Regions from separate parts of the Hordeum vulgare genome. Here region 2 is linked to region 1. Evidence: chromatin contacts called from public Hi-C data. All regions are on one chromosome and are shown on one strand. Each heading gives the region's core, a stretch centred on a gene start, on an enhancer-like site or on the middle of the called end of the contact. The rest is flanking DNA. Distances are from core to core; before and after follow the strand shown. Region 1 holds the start of LOC123397249 (pentatricopeptide repeat-containing protein At4g38150). Region 2 holds the start of LOC123397554 (protein NETWORKED 2A-like).

Evidence for each region. Hi-C and Micro-C count contacts between places; a contact is called where the count stands out from the background.
Region 2: a contact with region 1 is called in a Hi-C map of seedling, with 2.5 times the contacts expected there. The contact joins the promoter of LOC123397554 here to the promoter of LOC123397249 in region 1. A contact is called at or near these places in 2 of 6 Hi-C or Micro-C datasets (leaf and seedling) and 1 of 1 datasets of contacts at active chromatin or transcription factors (embryo).

The regions. Positions count from the first base shown.
Region 1 is chr1H:24,972,556-24,976,200 of MorexV3_pseudomolecules_assembly, reverse strand. It overlaps LOC123397249 (pentatricopeptide repeat-containing protein At4g38150), which reads right to left and starts at 1,620. Exons shown (of 3, transcript XM_045091893.1): 1 at 1,484-1,620; 2 at 637-1,481. The coding sequence starts at 1,538. The coding sequence ends at 643.
Region 2 is chr1H:25,516,478-25,520,122 of MorexV3_pseudomolecules_assembly, reverse strand. LOC123397554 (protein NETWORKED 2A-like) reads right to left here and starts at 1,873. Exons shown (of 4, transcript XM_045092121.1): 1 at 767-1,873; 2 at 356-597. The coding sequence starts at 449. LOC123397649 (WEB family protein At3g02930, chloroplastic-like) reads right to left here. Exons shown (of 3, transcript XM_045092282.1): 3 at 1,982-3,645. The coding sequence ends at 2,264.

The DNA of each region.
Region 1 (3,645 bases), core at 371-2,870:
TACCATCATGCTGAATACCGATCTCCGGTATATCCCTTATTTGATCATCAAGGCTGTCACTGTAGATCCTGGTTTCGATGTCACCCTTAATATATTACCACAGAGCTGAAATAAGGCTATGTTTATATGTAGAGAGGAAGGATGAAATCTTTGTATTTAAAATTTGGACTCACATACTTCTTCACCAATGGTTTTGTTCCTGTTGTCGCTGCCACAACAGTTTCAAAAAGTGTAACCATAAAGATCATGACAGTGTGTGTGCTGGTCATGATAGAAATTATATCCATGGTTATTTTATCTAGCTTTATCCATGATAGAACTGATTATAATGCATACAACACCAATCAAATGAAAAGAAAAACTACAAACACTGAAAATAAGGAGGAGCAAGCCATGCAAGACAGGATATCAATCCTGTCCTGTGCAACAGAGAACAAACAGTAGACATTTTGATTACGAGTGACAAGTTACGAACTAACAAGTGTTCATGCAACAACATCGTGCTATCATATACTTCCTCTCTCTAAAAATAAATGTCGTTGATCTGGTACAAAATTTATACTAACTTAGTATTAAATCTGCGACACTTGTTTTAGAACGGAGGGAGTATATATGAAAGAAACAGATAGTGCGTACCATTAACTATGATGGCTTCCCAAAGAGCATGTTCATGACAGCCCTGAAGACATGCCCCCGCTTGACGGTGCCGCCGCGCACTGCCTCCTCGTCCAACGTGAACCCCTTCTTCTTCATCATCTCGAGCAGCGCCTTCCCCTCTTCGACCTTGTCCATCCTGACGTGCGCCTCGAAGGCAGCAAGGCAAGTCTCGACATTGGGGCGCATCCCCCGGTCGAGCATCTCCAGCAGGTACTTGCGTGCCTCAGCGCACCGGTCGCCCGCCGCGAGCCCCTTGACAAGCACGGCCATGGTGTAAGCGTTGGGCGCGACCCCGCCGGAGAGCATGCGGTTGTAGGTGCGCACGGCGTCGCGCCAGCGGGCGGGGCCGGCGGCCGCGTAGGCCTCGAGGACGGCGGTGTGGGCGACGACGTCGGGCATGGCGCCCTTGTCCCTTATGACAGAGAAGAGGGCCAGCGCCTCGTGCGTGAGCCCGTCCTTGGACAATCCGTCGAACATCTTGATGGCATAGTCGGTGAGGCCTCCGGTGCGCATCCTGTGAAAGATCTCCTGAAGGTTGGTGGGGTCGACCGGGTCGGCCGCAGCGGGGTTCTTGCTGAAGGGTTCGTAGGGCGGCGGCGGAGCGGGGTTCTTTGCCGGGGACGTCGGTGGAGGCTCGGCGGGGCTCTCGTCGTCGTCGGACCAGTCGAAGGAGACGGGGCTGTTGGTGTTGGGGCTGCGGTTGGGCGGTGGAGAAGCGGTGGAGGAGAGGAGGCGGCCGGCACTGGACAGGGCGGCGGAGGAGGTGGGACGGAGTAGGCGGCGGACGGCGGCGACGGCCATGGGGAGGGAGTGGCGGAGCTCCTTGGGTTGCAGTTGCACACACGGAATGAGACGACCGATCCTTGAGTCATATCGGACATGTCGTAGACCGTCGGATGACGAGCACGATGGCCATCAGATCTGGTATTACAGCCACCACGCTCGGATAACAAGGTATGTGATGAATGTCATGGCTCGCCAGGCGCTCGGCCGTCTAACATCGGTCTTAAAACGCAGGGCACATGAAAAGCTTGATGCGCATAGGGGCCTCGGATTTCTGAACGTTGGCCCGAGCAAAATAGAAAATCAAATTAAAATTGAATATCTCGGTTAAATGGAAGAGCTTTAAAACTAAGAAACATAGCGCGTTAAAATAATTAAACAGGCTCCCAAAAAAAAAGAATTAAATAGGAGAGCTTCATGAGAAATTGTTGACCCGTCAAAATCGACTGACCTAACTCAAAATTAAAGACCTAAATTAATTATGAGGCCTTAAAAATCAGGAAGCATAGTGGATACTAGAAGGATTGAACGCGCTTTGCTGCGTGGTTGGTGTTTTTGATTTTCATAATTTTTATACTTCGTCTATCTTAAAGTATATGTTGTACTCCCTTCGTTTTAAAATTATTGTCTCGGATTTATCTAGATATGAATGTATCTAGTCACATTTTAGTATATAGATGCATTTATATCTAGAAAAATTTAAGACAAGAATTTTGAAACGAAGGGAGTATTAGTTTTTTAAAAAGTCAACCCTCTTTGAATTTGACCATGTTTTTATAGAAATATATCAGTATGCATAATATCAAGTCAGATTCTTAGATTTATCATGAAATGAATTTTTATATTATTATTTAGTATTGTGGATGTCCACAAACGAACAACCATCTAACCGCGAGTCTGAACTCCCACGATTAGTGCATCACAATACTAAGAAAAATATTATAGGTAGGAGCCTATTAGTAGCGCTGGAAAGTAGAAAGCGATGCTGCTATTTAGCAGTAGCGCTGGGCACAACGCAGCGCTACTGCTAATGTCCTTAACAGTAGCGCTGGCCTTATATTCTGTGCTACTGATAAACGGGGACCAAGGAGACCACCCGCAGTAGCTATAGTAGCAGCGTCGTTCCTAAACCTTCGCTACTACTAAGGTCAATATCAGTAGCGCTGCGTAGCATCCAGCGCTACTGCTAAAAGCGGCCTAACGACGTAACCGCAGTAGCTGTAGTAGCGGCGCCGGCGTGGTAAAAGCGCTACTCCTAAGTACAATAGCAGTAGCGCTCCTCCGGAACCACCGCTACTACTATGTTGAGTTAACACCCCGCGCCATGCCTAAAAAATTCCTAACTCTCCCCCACTCCCCCACCCCCTCTCTCCTCGAGCTCAAGCCGTCGCCGCCTCCCTCGCCGTCGTCGTCGTCGTCGTTGCCGTCGCCTCCCTCATAGCTGCCTCCCTCGCCGTCGCCACCGCGCCCACTACTAGGAAAAACCTTATATGCATGAGCCTATTAGTAGCGCTGGATTGTAGAAAGCGCTGCTGCTATTTAGCAGCAGTGCTGGAAACAACGCAGCGCTACTAATAATGTCCTTAGCAGTAGCGCAGGCCTCATAATCTGCGCTACTGATAAACATGGACCAATGAGGCCATCCATAGTAGCTACAGTAGAAGCGCCGTTCCTAAACCTGCGCTACTGCTAAGGTCAATATCAGTAGCGCTGCATAGCATCCAGCGCTACTGCTAAAAGGGGCCCAACGACGTAACCGCACTAGCTGTAGTAGCAGCGCCGGCGTGGTAAAAGCGGTACTGCTAAGTACAATAGCAGTAGCGCTTCCATAAACCCACCGCTAGTGCTATGTTGAGTTAACACCCGTCGTGCCTAAAAATTTTCTAACTCCCCCCAATCCCCCACCCCCTCTCTCCTCGATCTCAAGCCGTCGCCGCCTCCCTCATAGCCGCCTCCCTCGCCGTCGCCACCGCCCCCACTACTAGGAAAAACCTTATATGCATGAGCCTATTAGTAGCGCTGGATTGTAGAAAGCGCTGCTGCTATTTAGCAGTAGCGCTGGAAACAACGCAGCGCTACTGATAATGTCCTTAGCAGTAGCGCAGCCCTCATAATCTGCGCTACTGACAAACAGGGACCAACGAGGCCACCCGCAGTAGCTACAGTAGCAGCGTCGTTCCTAAACCTACGCTACTGCTAAGGTCA
Region 2 (3,645 bases), core at 624-3,123, 540 kb before region 1:
AATGACCAAACATCTACTGGCTACCAAGTGGTGATATATTTCTGCTGGCATGTGTCATCCATCAATCTCATAATCACCTTACGCTGATGAAGTAGGTTTTTATATCTTTGCATAATCAAATAATCAGTGTGATTGTGGCCATAATAGTGATACAGTTCACATCTTTTGCTGCAAGTAGATTCTATGATACAGTCATGTGAGGCAATTGACAATATATGGAAACACCACTTTATTTGACAGCTTGTGCAGGACATGACGCAAAGCCCTGACCAGGAAAAATAATCAAAGACGTGCCGAGCAAGCAACGAGATCTAGGCGCGTATATCGATTGGCGCGACGAAGAAGGTGAACGGACCTTGGAGGTTGCTGTCGAGCCATTTGGACTGCCTGGTGCGGATGTGGCTCGCCCACCACCACGAGTAGGCGTTGCTCGCCGCCCGCTGCAGCATCCTGCCTCTCCTCCGCCGCCGCGCTTCTCCAGCCGCCGGTTAGCCAGCGCCTCCTCGGTCCTCTCCCTCCAAAATTCCTCCCTAGTTCACCTCCTCCTCCAGCGCACACAGGACCTGATCATGAATGCGTCCCTGCTGATCATCAGCCCTGTTGCACACATGACTCAAACTTGAAGGTCAGCAATGCACATTGCCTGCATTTGCTGTGAGGCTGCATGTCATCTTTGAAAGACGATGAACGAGAGTACGAGACAACGGTGGCGGCGGTGGAGAGGAGGAAGAACAGAGGAGGAGGAGGAGGAGGGGGGGGTGCATACTTCGTGGCAATGTTCCTGAGGAGATGCCAATCGTGCTTGATTGGAAGAACGGAAGCGAGCAGTAGGTGGTAGTGGAAGAGAAGTGGTGGCGATGGCATGGTGCAGGACTCGGGGAGGTCTAGTCTCTGATATGTGGGTCCCCGGAGGTGTTTGCTGTCCTGGGTCGCGGCCTGTGCTGCTGCTCGTGCTCGGCACGTCGGGCGGGCATGTGCACGAAGTTGGGCCAGAAGTAGCTCTGAGATGGGCCGTGGGCTCAGTTTGTGCTTTCGTCTTCTTTTTTTCTTCCACTTTCTTTCCTTTTCTTGCCTTTCCTTTTCTTTTACAGATTTGGTGTCACTAGCAAGTTAAAGCTGATGGGAACAGACAAGGTGTTGTCTTGTTCTCAGAAAAATAAAAAGATGAGCAAAATCCTTTAGACAGCTGCATGCTCTCCTGCAAATGCATATATGTTGATATCATTATCTGCAATGGCCAAATTCATTTACATCTCATGCATACAACAAAACAGGGTTTTGCCCACATACAAACCCAGGAGAAAATCGCTGGGCAGTCCAAAACTCGCATCACATTTTTATTATTATTATTAGAAATTCCATAACAGTGAAAGAAGAAGAATAATAGAAACCTTTGCATCAAATCTGAATGAATGCTGCTCTCATATCATTCGGTATCCTTTACACCCAGCCAGGATGCAATTATGCAACAGTTAAAGGCCACATGGGAGCATGTGACAAAACCCACCCAGCCAGCCAGCCCCCATCCAGCACCATTATGAAATCACAGCTATTTCAGCTGTACCACCTCCAACATAAAATACATCATTATCATTTCTTTCCATGCACCTGATTCGATCGATGCCACCTTCCCAAGCAACCAAGATTAGGAGGGCCCAACCACACACAAAAAGATACTGATAAAAAGTATGAAAAATAAAGCCAAATCAGATCAATCCATCTCAACCATTGAAAAAAAAACCATGGATGGGATGGCCAACATGAGTGTTGCTCTCTGTCAACAAACATGGTTAGAATTCCAGCAGCAGGCATGTGAATATGCTTTCTGCCAACAGACATGATTATAGAATAGCCAACAGATCATGCCAACAAGCATGATGGTTAGTTATAGTATTAGGGTTTATCACCCACTGGTAACATCACATTGCATTACATTATAAGTACAAGTGCATCATATGAGTGACATCAGCTTACCATATGGTTACAAGCAAACGGCCACAGATCGTGTAGATAATAATAGCCACAGCCATAGGGCAAAGAACAGGAGGTCCAACTTATAGAAAAAAAAGAAAAGAGAAAAATGAAACACCCACAAAGCTACTGCAATCACCACAAAAGTACAGGCGTCGACAGTAAAAAAATTACACGTGGAAATTAAGCACACACTACCTTGCTGTCATCAAACAAGAAGAAGAAAAGAAAGATCAGAGTAGTAATAAACACCAATAATAGTACATGTGTTTTTTCTTCTGTTCACCTGCTACTACTTGCTGTTCTTCTTTTTCAGTAGGTTACCAAACTTCTTCAGCAGGGGCTTGTTCTTCTTCTGCGGTTTCGTTGTCGTCGGGGACATGGCCACCTTGCTGGTCACCTCTGCTGATGCTGCTGTACCGTTCGCGTTTGCGTGTTCCGTGCTGCTGTCCTCCTTGGAGGACAGGTCGTCTTTCGAAGACTCAGTTTCCTGTTTCGCATCTGCCTGCAGCTGCTTCTCAACAACCTTGTCGCTCTCGTGTACCGTGGTGAAATCACTTTTCGCCTCCTGCTGCTCGACCTTGCTGTCGTATTTCTCTTCCTCTTGATTCAGGTCGCCATTGGAGTTTCCGTTGGCGACGACGAGTTCCATGCTCGGTTTTTTGTCACTCTCTCCTTCCGTGTCTTCAGTTTCCGCAGCTGCATCGGCAACTTCACGTGTTGCACTGTGCACCTCATCCACAACCACTAACTTCTCTTCCTCCTCAGGATGCTTCTTTTCCATGGCTTCAGCAAGCAAAGCAGACAGTTCCTCTATCTTCTTCATGGCGTCGGCCTCTCGCAGCCTGAATTCGTCATTCTCCTGGGTTAAGCTCTGCAATGCGTTCTCTTGATCAAGTAACCTATCCTTCAATTGCAAACTCTCAGACGCTGCCTCCTGCGCTGCCTTGTTAGCTTCAGCAAACGCTGATTCGATGTGCGTTAGCTGCTCTTGAAGGCCCTCTTTCTCAGCCTTGACCTCCTGCACAGCCTTGTTAGCTTCAGCAACTGCTGATTCCGTGGTCATTAGCTGCTCTTGAAGATCCTCCTTCTCGGCCTTTGCCTCCTGCAAGGCCTTGTTAGCTTCAGCAACAGCTGATTCCTTGTGCATTAGCTGCTCTTGAAGATCCTCCTTCTCAGCCTTTACCTCCTCAATAGCCTTGTTAGCTTCAGCGACTGCAGATTCCGTGTGCATTAGCTGATCCTGGAGACCCTCTTTCTCAGCCTTTACATCCTGCACAGCCCTGTTAGCTTCAACAACCGCTGATTCCGTGTGCAACAGCTTCTCTTGAAGTATCTCTTTCTCCTCACTGACAGTTTGGAGTTCGTGCTCTGCATCTCGCAATGATGCTCCTACCCTGTCGGCTTCTGCTTTAAGAGCGGCAATTTCTTCCTCTGACTGCTTGTTTAAACTGACAATCTCAAGCTCCTTGGCTTCGCATTCCTCTCTATACTTGCTCACCTCAGCCTCCAATTTTCCGACGGTATTCCTTAAACAAGTGATGTCATAGTGTGCCTCCTCAATCATTACCTCATAGTTCTCTTTGGTACTATTTAGGGACATCTTGAGATCGCCAATCTGTGCGAGGGCATGCTCGTAATCATCTTCTTTCTTCAGAAATCTTTCGTGTGCTT